Linked DNA regions of Sus scrofa: region 2 is linked to region 1. A link is a contact called in public HiChIP or PLAC-seq data. All regions are on one chromosome and are shown on one strand. The core of a region is the stretch at or near the end of the contact, and the rest is flanking DNA. Distances in the headings are between cores, read along the strand shown.

Region 1 (6,980 bases), core at 1,890-4,389:
ATCTGTATATCTTCTTTGGAGAAATGTCTATTCAGGTCTCTTGCCCATTTTTCAATTGGGTTGTTGGCTTTTTGCTGTTGAGTTGTAGAAATTGTGTGTATATTTTAGAGATTAAGCCCTTGTCAGTTGCATCATTTGAAAGTATTTTCTCCCATTCTGTAAGTTGTCTTTTTGTTTTCTTTTTGGTTTTCTTTGCTATGCAAAAGCTTGTCAGTTTGTTTAGGTCGCATTGTTTATTTTTGCTTTTATTTCTGTTGCTTTGGGAGACTGACCTGAGAAAACATTTGGAAGGTTGATGTCGAGAATGTTTTGCCTATGTACCCTTCCAGGAGTTTGATGATGTCTTGTCTTATATTTAAGTCTTTCAGACATTTTGAGTTTATTTTTTGTGTGGTGTGAGGGTGTGTTCTAGTTTCATTGATTTGTATGCAGCTGTCCAGGTTTCCCAGCAATACTTGCTGAAAAGACTGTCTTTTCCCCATTTTATGCTCTTGCCTCCTTTGTCAAAGACTAATTGACCATAGGTGTCTGGGTTTATTTCTGGGTTCTCTATTCTGTTTCATTGGGCTGTCTGTCTGTTTTGGTACCAGCACCACACTGTCTTAATGACTGACTGTAATATTGCCTGAAGTCTGGGAGAGAGATGCCTCCTGCTTTATTTTTGTTCCTCAGAATTGCTTTGGCAATTCTGGGTCTTTTGTGTTTCCATATAAATTTTTGGATTGTTTGTTCTAGTTCTGTGACAAATGTCATGGGTAATTTGATAGAGATTGCCTTGGATCTGTATATTGCTTTGGGTAGTATGGCCATTTTTACAATATTAATTTTTCCAACCCAGAGCATGGAATATCTTTCCATTTACATCTTTAATTTCCTCGATTAATGTTTTATAGTGCTCAGCATATAAGCCTTTTACCTCCTTTGTCAGGTGTATTCCCCGAGTAATACTTTAAATCATAAGCCAGATTGTGCCATCCCCTTAATTGAGAACTTAACTGGTTTCCTACTGCTTTTACATTAAAATCTAGACTCATCCCCATGATAGTCTACAAGTCCTGCCTTTTTCAGCTCTTGCCTTACATGATACACCTCTTACCACCCACCTTTCCCCTTGCTTTCTGCACTCTGGACACACTGGCCTCCCTTCTGTTCCTCAAGCACCCTGAGCCCTTTCTCTCCCATGGGTCTTTGTGTTTGCTTTGCCCCTTGCTCTGAATGGTCTACTCCACAGATACCTATCTCATTGTCATCCTTTAAGCTGTTGTTCAAATGTCCCCTACCCAGAGATATCTTCCCCGACTGCCCAACCTAAAATGGTCTCACCACTTACTCAGGTTCTCATCTGTTTATTTCCTTCATGGCATTTATGATTAACTGAATTGTTTTAAATGTGTATCTATTTACAATCTGCAATTCCTTTCTTTTTCTTTCTTTCTTTTTTTTTTTCTTTTTCTTTTTTTTTTTTGTCTTTTTGCCTTTCTCTAGGGCCACTCCTGCGGCACATGGAGGTACCCAGGCTAGGGACCTAATTGGAGCTACGTCAGAGCCACAACAATGCAGATCCAAGCCATGTCTGTGACCTACACCACAGCTCACAGCAATGCCAGATCCTTAATCCACTCAGCAAGGCCAAGGATCAAACCCGCAACCTCATGGTTCCTAGTGGGATTCGTTAACCACTGAGCCACGACGGGAACTCCTGCAATTCCTTTCTTGACATATTCACATATTTCCTTCCTTATTAAAATATAAGTTTAATGAGGGCAAGGTCCATGTTAGTTTGTCTATGTACCAGAACCTATTACAGTTGTTGTAAATGGTAGACATTCAAAAAATTTTTGTTGAATTAAGGAACACAGAAATTGCCACATCATTTGCAATGATCAAACATTGTAAATAGCTTAATGTACTGGCTAAACAAACTGGGGCATATTCATATAATAGAGTACCATGAAGGCATTAAAAAAGAATGATATCTGAATATACTCAAGCTATACGTGTGTGTGTGTATACATATATATATATACACACACACACATATATATATTATATATATATATATATATATATATATATATATATATATATATATATAAAATCTTCCATCATGCAACTGAGAAAAGCAATATCCCTCAAAAGAATTGAAATGGATTTGGCTTAAAAACATATTTAATAATGGGGAGTATGAATGTAGTTGGGTTTCAGGACCTCGAATGGTGAGTCTAAAGTTTCTCCTGATACAGTTCTCATCTGGGTGTGGTTTTGTTCTCCGCCTCCTCCCAGGAGATATTTGACAGTGACTGAAGACCTTGTTGATTTTCACAGCTGAGAGAGGGAGGAGAGGCTACTGGCACCTAGTGGGTAGAGACAGGGATGCTGCTCAGTGTCCTGCAATGCACAGGACAGATCCCCCCCCTCCACAAACTTGTTAGCTTCTAGTAGTGCTGAGGAAAAACAGCTCTGGGCAAGCAGATGCAATGCATCTGTCTGTTACCAGCCAAAGTCTGCCTGGAGTCCTGAGCTACACAGAATGGTGGTTCAGCTTCAAGTCTTTTCTTTTTAAAAAACCGCCCACCTCCAGCAGACATCATGACATATTTACCACCAACTACAAGAATAGCCAGGATTTTCCTACTTTATTCAGCCTGAGTAATTTCCAATTTTTAGTAGTTTTCTGCATAGTTCAGACGGGAGACATATTTCTAAAATATTTTAGGAGGTATTTGCTTTGTGACTGCCCTTCTGCTTCTCTTCTCTAGTGGATAATTAGAAGGATTTATTCTCTGGAGATGTCAAGTAGGCACCTTTCTCATTACCTAAATTCACTTAGAGAAAAATAAATCAGTATCCAGATGAAAGTGCAGGAAGTATCCAAGGGAGCTGTTTCAATCCAGAGAAAATAATTTCATTATGTATAATCAGAAAGCTGCTGAAGAATTCTTTACCTCCTCTCTTTGTAATAACTTTCCTACATTCCCTCGAACTGTGTTAAGGCAGGATTTATAACTCGCTTAATTTACAGTGCAAAAAAGACCCTCGATTCCCTAGCAATTTTTTTTTCAATCAGTGCAGGCCAAGTTTCAGGGTCATGTGAGGTGGGAGGGGATCATATGTTTCCCAGGATAGACTGAGGATATCAGTTTCAGTAGAAATGATGTTATCATCTATCTTTTAGAAAGCTCCAGTGAGAGAAAATCAAATAAGTGCCAGGGAACAGCACATTCTGGAGGCTGCTGCATAAAGAGAAGAAAACACTACAAGAATGTGGGGGATAAGCTTCAAATGGCATTTCTCCAACCCAAAGTCATGGCTCTTGAGTGGAGAAGGGCCATGCCACAGGAAGACTCCCACAGTGTGTGGGTGTCACACCCCTCCCTATCTTAAGCATGACAGGAAGAAAGAGGGCAAAAAGCTCTTCCTCAGTTTAAAGTACATCCAGGACCCTTGTCTTAGTCATTTCAGATTGCTAAGACAAAGTACTATAGACTGGGTGGCTTGTGAACCACAGAAATTTATTTCTCATAGTTCTGGAGGCTGGGACGCCCAAGGTCAAGGTTTCAGCATTGTTGAGTTCCGGGGAGGACCACTCCCAGGTTGCAGATGTCTTTCTTTTTTCTTTTTTTCTTTTCTTTTTTGCCATTTCTTGGGCCGCTCCTGCAGCATATGGAAGTTCCCAGGCAAGGGGTCTGATCGGAGCTGTAGCCGCGGCCTACGCCAGAGTCACTGCAAACCAGGATCTGAGTCGAGTCTGCAACCTATACCACAGCTCACGGCAACTCTGGATCCTTAACTCACTGAGCAAGGCCAGGGATCGAACCCGCAACTTCATGATTCCTAGTTGGATTCGTTAACCACCGAGCCATGACAGGAACTCCCCAGGTTTCAGATTTCTGGGAAATGGAGAAAAAGAAAAAAGGCAAGAGAGCTCTGGGGTCCCTTTTACAAGAGCACTCATTCCAGTCATGAGGTCTCCACCCTCAACCTAATCACCTCTCAGAGGCACCACTTTCTAATACCATCACATTGGGCATTAGGACTGCATGGTGGGACACAACATTTCAGTTCATTGCAGACTTAGCCCTGTGCTTTGGCCCCTGAGTCAGAAAAGAGAGGCTCTTCAAATTTGCTAACACAAGCCAAAATGGTAGAACTATGCTTCCCTATATCCATCCCTATGAGACAATGATCTAGGACTGCTTCTTTCTTTCTTCATGATGGGAAAACATTGGAGGTGGTGAATATAGGGTGAAGAGTGTCATGTCTGATAGTCTCTTGGGGTCAACTTGAAACCCCCCCCCCATTCCTCTCAGAGGATGGAAGAAGCATTGGATAGCACACCTACTGACACATCCTCACTCAAACACAGCTGATCCCCACCATCACCAATCAGTCTGGGAAAGTTAGGAGGCCTGGGTTGAACGGGTCTAATCTCTCCAAGTGAGTGCAGGCTCTGGGGCTAGGCTCTTGGACACAGATCCCAGTGTCAACATCCATGTCTGGGCCATCTGGGGGAAGTTACCACCTCAGCTTTCTTATCTTCAATGATCATGTCTACTTTTCTAGGTTAAGGGGAAGATTAAATGAGTGAATGCATGCAAAGCACCTAGCACTGTTCCTGTCATATAAAATGCTCAGTAAATGTCATCAGCTGCTATTATTGCTATTAATAACTCCAGTGGAAGCAAGGGATCTGCTCCTGGATGGGGAATAGGAAGTCAAGGAGGTGAAGATGTGTCTGTTCACGTGGGCCCTGCTTATGATCGAAGGGGGTTAATTATAATAATAGAGAACAGTCCATCCTCTGTCTCAAGGGCTACTGAGCACTTCATACTGAGCCCACCTTTCAGACATTTTGAGCTACATCCACCTCACGGAAATACCAGTTTAGTGCCCTCCAAAGGCACCCTCACTGGATGTCTGCCTTCCTCTCTTTTCCTCCTCGACTCCACCACTTACATGCCTAAATCCTACTCTCCCTCTTCAGAATCCCATGTAAAGTGGTCCCTGTCCCCTTCCCCTCATTCCATTTAGCTGGACCTTCTGCATCCCAGCACTAGCCTCTGTTCCTCTCACTCTGGGCCCTTAAAGGTAGAGACTCTACCTTTATCCCCAGCAACTATACCAGTTTCCAACACCTAGTGGGTCCTTAACAGCTGTTGGTGGAACAAATGGTCCCTGGGTATCATATTCCTAAAGACATTGCCTCAGATAATCTGGGATTGTAACTTAACTCTTTACATACATGCTCTCTCCCCCTGACCCTAAAGGAACCTCCTTAAGAGAAGGAAATATGTTTATCTTGGTCTAATGATATTGTGCAGATGCTACAAGTGGCCTGCTCCTACATCCCCAAACCTTCTCATTGTGCACATGCAGGGCCAGCTTCTGGACCAGCATTTCATCTCTTCCCCTATGGGCTTTATTTGGCAGCCAGCCCCTCCTTTGTCCTGTCCCCTGTCCCACTGCACATGGAAGATCAGAAATGTCAGAGGATTAATACCACCTAGGAGCAGCCCTCAAGCAATAACTGACGGATTTGGTATATAAATACCTCACCCCTTGGTGAGATAACTCTGAGGAGGGTGTTCTACATTGGCTGCAAGAAATCCCAGCAAGATTAAGCTCTAGTTACCCAAAGGGGTAACTTGATACAACATACTTTATTGGCTACATACTACATACTGCTTGGACTGCTATAACTAAATGCCATAGACTGGATGGTTTATAAACAGGAGAAATTTATTTCTCACAGTTCTGGAGGCTGGGAAGGCCAAGATCAAGGCACCAGCATGATCGAGCTCTGGTGAGAACTCTCTGGTTCATTGCCAGCGCCCTCTTGCTGTGTTGTGTGGACACAAGGCAGTAGGGTTGAGGGATGTCTATGGGGTCTCTTTGATAACAACACAAATCCCAATTATGAGCGCTCCACCCTCATGACCCTAGCACTTCCCAAATGTCCTACCTCCTGATACTATCATTTTTAGAGGTTAGAATTTCAACATAAGAATTTGGGGGAGGACACTTTCAGACCAGAGTAGCTACCTACCCTTCCCTGTCTCCCCTACCAGCATTTTCTAAGTATACCTTCCAAATAAACTACCACAATGAATCCTTGAAAATCATAATCTGCTTCTGTGATGACCCAGACTAAAGCAGATATGAAAAAGTCGTACAAACATCCTGCCTAGGGATCAGTGAGTGATGACACCAAGGACCGAGAAAAACAGATGGAACTGCTCTTCCATGAGACAAGAAAAAAAAATTGTGAGAAAGAGGAGGGAGGTGGCACAAATCTGTGCCCTGGGATAATGGAAAGAGAAGCTGGGGGGAGCTAGAAGGACCTGGGGGTAAACCTTGTCAAATGAGACATAAATTGCGCCGAGGGCTATGGTAGGTGCAATTGACTCTTTCTTTGCCTGTCTTGTGAGATCTTCAGCAAACCTGCCATTGCTCACTGAGAAGCTCAGTGGGAGTTGATTCTATCTTCAGATGGTCAGAGGTGCCGAGTGCCATCTAACAGTGTGTGTGACATATCCACAGAAACCACCTGTAGGGTCAACTGGATATCTGACTTACATTTGTATCATTCCCAAACCTAGCTCAGAGCTAAAGCACACAAGAACTATTTGCTGAATTCTTACTGAATGACTGCATGAATAAATGTAAATTTCCACCTTTTGATAGGCACATAAGTTAATAGGCAATGACAATTATTTTCTGTGTCCTCTAATTGAAACTGCTTCAACACTAAAATGCACCTATTCATATTCATTTATTTCATTCATTCTACCCCTATGTCAGTATACACACACCCACCCACACTACAGCAAAGCTCTTCTAATACAGTCACTTAAATACTCACAGAATTATTATTATTATTATCACTATTTTAGGGCCACACCTGTGGCATATGGAAGTTCCCAGGCTAGGGATCAAATTGCATCTGGGGCTAAAACCACAGCCACAGCAACACTGGATCC
Region 2 (6,980 bases), core at 2,541-5,040, 170 kb after region 1:
ATGCCATGGGTGCGGCCCTAAAAAGCCAAAAAAAAAAAAAAAAAAAAGAAGAAGAAAAAGAAAACTACCTTAAGCAGAGAACTCCATGTGGCAGATACTATCTTTTAACACACTTCATGACCAACACACTTACACACACACACATCTCCAACATCCCAGCCTCTCCTTCAAAGTCAAGACCAAGACAGTACTCCACTCCTCTCCCCTGCACCATCAGTGCTGTTCTAATACATAGGTTCCTTTTCCAAGGGACAGGACCTTGACCTTAACCTTAACTTTATATTTCAGCTGCAGCTGGCTCCCTGGTATGGGTGTAACCTGTTCCAAATACATTTGTCCCATAAGAGAACACCATCTTAATATAAAAAAAATAACCTAGGATTTGCATCCTCATGAAGTGAGAGGAAGTAGTCTCCTGACAAAATGAAGTGGTTCACATCTCCTATAAGATTATAATATTTTAGAGGAAAAAAGAAGATGTTTGCACATATAGCAATCTGCTTGAAGCAGAAAATGAGACAAGGCAGTGTGGGAGAGATTTCTAAACTGAAAGTGAACAAATTATTAAATCTGTAAGTACTGGGGTGGTAAGAAAGGGGAGGGGAGTTCCCCTTGCGGCTCAGTGGTTAACAAACCCAACTAGGATCCATGAGGATGTGGGTTCGATCCCTGGCCTTGCTCAGTGGGTTAAGGATCCAGTGTTGCTATGAGCTGTGGTGTAGGCCAGCAGCTGTAGCTCCAATTCAACACTTAGCCTAGGAACGTCCATATGCTGCTGGTACAGCCGTTAAGAAAAGGAAAAAAAGAAGAAGAAGAAGAAGAAAGAAAGAAAAGGGGAGGGAGGGAGCAATATGAGTCAATATTTGCAAGTGGTTTAGACGTTAAGATGAATGCTTTAGGAAGAATAGAGAGAAGAGAGATGGAAAGGAAGGAAAGGCGATCCCGGCAAGCATCTGGCAAACTAAGGCGTATGCTCCCCAGGAAGTATTCTAAGGAATCAATTCCCCAAAAAAGCTAAGTTTTCCTCATAAAAATAAACTTCTAGGAAGAAATTTAAGTTATACATGATCTTTTGATAGAGGAGGCATTGTTCCACTGAGGATGTAGGAGAAATTTCTCAAATAACTTTCAGCAACCCAGAACTATCTCAAATTTCTGTGTGATGAGATCTCGGCTCAAGGTATTTTAGGGAGAAATATGGGTAACCTAGTAGTTTGTTTGAGACATGAACCAGTATATTTCTCTTTCTACTTATACCTTTCTTTGCCTCCCTTCCAGCTGTTCTAAGCTCATTGTCTGAGAAAAAAGAATGTGATGGCAGATAGCTTTTTTCAGGCTTTTGACTTTCAAAAGCCTAGATGAGAGATTTGGAAGAAAAGAGGATGACCCCTAGGAAGTTGTCCTTATCCATACCTCCACCTCACATCTCTCCAAACAATTAAAGCTAGAAAAGATGGCTCAGCAGAAACAAATCCAACTAGTATCCATGAGGATGCAGGCTCCATCCCTGGCCTCACTCAGTGGGTTAAGGATCCGGTGTTGCCATGAGCTGTGGTGTAGGTTTCAGACGTGACTGGGGTCCTACTTTGCTGTGGTTGTGGTGTAGGCTGGTGGTTATAGCTCCGATTGGACCCCTAGCCTGGGAACCTCCATATGCCATAAGTACAGGCCTAAAACGCAAAAAAAAAAAAAAAAAAAAAAGAAAGGAAAGGAAAAGAATTTTCCAGGCTTTGAGAAGAAACGGAATAATAGATTGGGGGGGGGGAGTGATGTGAAAGAAAGGTCCTGGAAGAAAGCATTTGACCCAAAGAGACCTCAAAAACAAGAGTTGACCAAGTTCAAGAGCCTTGTTCAATAGTCCCTTCTAAGGACGGACTATCCTGTCCTTCCCTGGCAACTAGTGAGGGCTTCTCCTCCACAGCATTCAGCACTCTGGCCATTGACTCACTTGAACTCACCTTTCCAAGTTGCATGTAGATGTCTCCATAGCCTGTTGGTTTTTAAACTTCATTGTGTATCAGAATCACATAGAGGGTTTGTTAAAACTCAAATGCTCAGGCTTCACCCTCAGAGTTTCTGATGAAACTGTTTCTGGGATAGGACCTAGAATTTGCCTTTCTGACATGTTCTCAAGGGTTGCTGATGCTGCAGGTCCAAGGCTGACACTTTGAGAATGACTGTCCTAGGCAATGTTGTAAGACCTTCAGAAGCATAGAGAAGGGAAATAGGATGCCATACATCCAGATTTTAATGACAAACATGAAAGAGAAGGTCCTTATATTTGAACTGGGAGGGGGTTAAACAGAACCAGCTTGAGATGTCCTCTGGACATGGGCAATGGTACAAAACACTGAGGAAAAAAAAACGGTTTGAAAATTATGGTGTGTTTTATCCCGGGGTGTCTAAAACTACAGTTCCAACTGGGTATACTTGGTCTCCCTAGTTGTTTTTGTTTTGGCTTGGTTTGATTTTTTTCTTTTTTCAGCAGCACCCATGGCATACAGAAGTTCCCTGACCTATGATGGAATCCAAGTCCTTAACCACTAGGCCACCAGGGAACTCCTCCATAGTTTTATTAGCAAGTCTCTGCCCTAGAAATTTTCTGAATAGATCACACTGGGAAAAGACATCTTGAGTCATTTAGGTGTGCTGTTCCACCTTGGGGAACATGTTGATTCCCCAACCAAATGGCATACATGTTCACTGAAGGTCTGGCTTTTTTACAACTGTGTCACATTTAGCAGAAGGAAAATACTCCTGAGACCTAGTCTCCCCTTCTCTGACATCCTTAAATGGGTATCAAATATGTCTAATTCTAACTTGAGAGTTTGATGTCTATGCTATGTCATCATCTATAAATCAAAATACAAGGCAACAATTGATTGTACAGGTTCTAAGTTTAGGAGGCTTGACTTTGAATCTCAGCAATTTTATTTTCAAGTTGCATGACCTAGCACATTTACTAACCTCCCTGTCTCTCAGCTTCCACATGTTAAAAAAAAAAATTGAGTATAGTGTCTGCCTCACACCATTCTGGTAAAGATTAAATGAAAAGTTGCTAAAGCATTTGGCAAGGGTCTGACTTGTGGCACATAAATATTGCTGGCTCTTCTTTATAACAGCACTTAACATAATGCCTTTCACATAATTACATCTTTAATAAATGTTTTCTGGGGAGTAGAATTGTCACCAAATTTTGAAAGTCTCAAAAAGTAAGTAGGATATATCTACACACTCTCATCCTCTTCTCTTTCTGTGCCCATACCTTAACAATGACAGGAGCCAGAAATTTATACTGCCCGGGGCCTGAGCATGTGTCCCTCTAAACCCCTGTTCCAGATCCTGCTAACGAAATTTAAAGAATGTGACAGCAGGCCTCCGTTGTTGAGAAGAGGAAAACAGCAGTGGCAAGCTCCCAGAGATGTGGTCCCAGTAGGCATTCAAAACCTCTGGTATTCTTAGTTCCCACTTATCTGCTTATCTTGGGTTGAGCCTTTGTTGGGATTTAAAAAAAAAAAAAAAAATTTTTTTTTTAAAGCCAAGCGGCCTTGTGAAAACCAGCTTCTCAGTAAACTGTATAGGCACTTCCTGGTTACCCGTGATATGGGAATAACCTTTAAACTAGTTCCATTTCTGATCCTGGCTGGAAACAGGAAATGCATGGGGTACAGCTTTAAACAAAAACAAAAGGAGCAAAAGATAAACCAAATTATCCCAGGGTTCAGAAGAGGTTTATGCTAAGTGTTAGAAGGTTCAGATTTAGCGAATCCTCCCCCAGTTCGCCCATTCCAGAAATTCCTTTTGAGGGGTGGAGGCGGGGAGTGAAGGGTTGTGCTAAATTGCACAGCACTGCCATCTTCAGGGCCAATGGGGAAAATTTCTCAGGGTCATTCAGATAAATCATCCTCCCAAACGCTTCATTTAAATATAATCAGATGGTTAAAAATTTGACAACAGACAGACTGAAACAGATTTTTCTACTGTTTCCAATGTTTGAAAAGTCAGTAGACACAGTTTTTTGTGGTGTACGCACATTTAAAAAAATATTTGCTGATTGAAAAGCCATTTACAATAAATAGGAAAGTTTAAATAGCTCATACTGCATTGCCAAATGATGGGAGTAACACAGACATAAACATATTGTTCTAGAAAAAAAAATTCCTTAAAAAGAAAAGTATGAATCAAATGATTTCGAAGTGCTGTTGGAACAGATGGTGTGATTAACAACTAGCATGTAAGCCATCTCAGGAGCTTACAGAGAAGTAAACAAATGCAAGGGGAAAAATCATTTTATTCCCCCAAAGAGTGTTTAGTTCATTTCATTAGGAAAATTCAAAAGCCTGCAATTTGAAAGTTGGATAATCCTAAGGGATATTGGAAATAAGAAGTGAAGGGAGTCTTTTGGAACAAGACCACATCAAGACAAATGCTGATGCTCCACGCATGGCCAAGGATGGGGGAGAAGCTTAGGCTGTCGTTGTCATTCAAAATGCTGGAGGCAGGTGGTGCCATGCAGAGCACACTGGCCTTGAATTGAGAGGGCCAGGTTCTCATCCTGGCTTCTAGCACCACCTGCCTCTGACCTTGGGTCCATCCTTGATCTCTTCGGACCTCAGTTTCTTTGTTTGGAAAATAAGAGTGAGAACCAGATGAGCTATACAGCTGTGCTAGAAAACGTTAATGTGCACCTGGGGATCTCATTAAAATGCAGATTTTAACTCTTAGGCTCAGGGTAGGGTCTGAGTCTGAATTCCTTACCGGCTCCCAGGTAATGCTGACACTGCTGATCCACAGACCACATGTTTACTACCAGGGTTCCAAAATCCCTTACAGTGATGGTACTCACATCTTCTGATATACTAGGTTTGACTGAGAGCAAGGTGAAGAAGACCACGTGTCTACCTGCCAGATAGAATGACTCAGAAATGTGTATGGATACAAGAGCATAACGAACTTACCAAATGTTGAATTGATTTTAAAAGCAACTCAAGTATTTCTTTATATTACATAATAAAGAGCTCGAATTAACTCTTTGGGCAAGTGGTATGAGAGAATCTTGGGAATTCAATGCGGAGACCAAACATATGGGGATGAGATGAAGGGAAGCTGGGAGACTGAGAATCAACCAGCATCCACATGGAATATTCAAGACCAATCCTGAGACCTCACGTTTTAAAGCTTCTGCTCTATGAAAGACACTGTTGAGAGAATGAGAAAACGGGAGAAATATTCTCAAATCACATATCTGACAAAGACTTGTATCCAGAATATGTAAAGGATTATCAGAACTCAAAAGTAAGAAAACAACCCAATTTTTTAATGGGCAAAAGACTTGAACAGATATTTAGCCAGAGAGGAAATGTGGATGGCAAGTAAGCAAATGAAAAGTGTTCTACATTATTAGCCACTAGGGAAATTCAAATTAAATACATGATGAGACACCACCATAAACCTATTACAAGGACTAAAATAATATTGACAATACCAAGTGCTGACAAGTGGTATGAGGAAACTAGACCACACATATATTGCTGGTAGAAATATGAAAATAATACAAAAATTGGAAAAGAGTTTTGGCAGTTTCTTATGAAGTTAAACATCAATTTACCGTATGACCCAGCAACCCCATATTTACATATTTACCCTAGAGAAATAAAAATATATTCACACAATAACTGGTACAAACATGTTTATAGCAATTCTACTCATAACTATGAAAACTAAAAAAAACTCAAATGTCTTTCAATAAGTGAATAGATAAATAAACTGTGGTACATAGGAACAAACTATTGATACTCACAACAATTTGGATGAATCTCAAAGGCCTCATTTTCAGCATGAAAGAAGCCAATCTCAAAATTTTCATCCTGTATGATTGCATTTTTATCACACTCTCAAAAAACAAAATTAAAGTGACAGAAAACAGATCAGTGGTAGCGAGGGATTAGAGGGGGGAGGAGAGGTGAGTACAAAGGGATAGAGCAAGGGAGTTTTAGGGGAAATGCAACTCTTCCCCATTCTGATTGTGGTTACACAAATCTACGCATGTGTTAAAATCCATGGAAATACACAGGCAAGAGTCATTTCTACTGTATGGAAATTGATTTTTCAAGTAATGCTAAAAACATTAGTGTTTTTCTTTTTAAACTTTGAGCAAATGTGTTCAGCCATTATGGAAAATAGTATGGAGATTCCTTAAAAAATGAAAAATAAAACCACTATATGATCCAGCAATTCTACTCCTGGGTACAAATCAGGAGACAACAAAAACTGGAAAAGACACATGCACTCCAGCATTCATAGCAGCATTATCAGCAATAGCCAAGACATGGAAACAACCCAAGTTCCTATCAAGAGATGATTGGTGTAGGAAGATGTAATACATATGTATGTGTGTATACATTTACATATATATATATGTATATATATATATAATGGAATATTACTCAACCATAAAAAAGACAGAAACATTGCCATTTGTAGCTATACGGATGGACCTAAATAATATTACACTTGGAATTCCCATTGTGGCACAACAGAAATGAATCCAACTAGTATCCATGAGGATGCAGGTTCAATTCCTGGTCTTGCTCAGTGGATTAAGGATCCATTGTTGCCATGAGCTGTGGTGTAGGTCCCAGACTTGGCTCAGATCTGGCATTGCTGTGGTTGTGGTATAGGCCAGTGGTTGCAGCTCTGATGCAACCCCTAGCCTGGGAACTTCCATATGCCTAAAAAGCAAAAAAAAAAAAAAAAAAAAAAATATATAGTGAAATAAGTCATATAGATAAATATTATATGATATTACACATAGAATCTAAAAAAAATACTAATGAATCTATGAACAAAACAGAAACAGACTCAAAGACATAGAAAACAAACTTCAGTTACCAATGGGGAGAAGGGGGTGGAGAGGGACAAATTAGGAGTATAGGATTAACAGATACAAACTACTATACGTAAAATAGATAAGCAATAAG

The links. HiChIP or PLAC-seq counts read pairs in DNA pulled down with a chosen protein or histone mark.
Region 2: an H3K27ac HiChIP or PLAC-seq map of skeletal muscle shows a contact between it and region 1, with 5 times the contacts expected there. The contact joins two enhancer-like sites. A contact is called at or near these places in 6 of 47 Hi-C or Micro-C datasets (embryonic fibroblasts, heart right ventricle, retroperitoneal adipose tissue and 1 more) and 2 of 2 datasets of contacts at active chromatin or transcription factors (alveolar macrophages and skeletal muscle).

What each region holds. Positions count from the first base shown.
Region 1 is chr15:67,611,487-67,618,466 of Sscrofa11.1, forward strand. No RefSeq gene overlaps it. Among named protein-coding and RNA genes, the nearest start is that of RBMS1, 210 kb to the left of the region's middle. Within about 2 kb of position 3,140, at least 11 of the 83 cell types and tissues checked have an H3K27ac peak or open chromatin away from gene starts, as enhancers often do. A contact at or near this core is called in skeletal muscle, where this site is marked.
Region 2 is chr15:67,785,816-67,792,795 of Sscrofa11.1, forward strand. No RefSeq gene overlaps it. Among named protein-coding and RNA genes, the nearest start is that of TANK, 180 kb to the right of the region's middle. Within about 2 kb of position 3,791, at least 48 of the 83 cell types and tissues checked have an H3K27ac peak or open chromatin away from gene starts, as enhancers often do. A contact at or near this core is called in skeletal muscle, where this site is marked.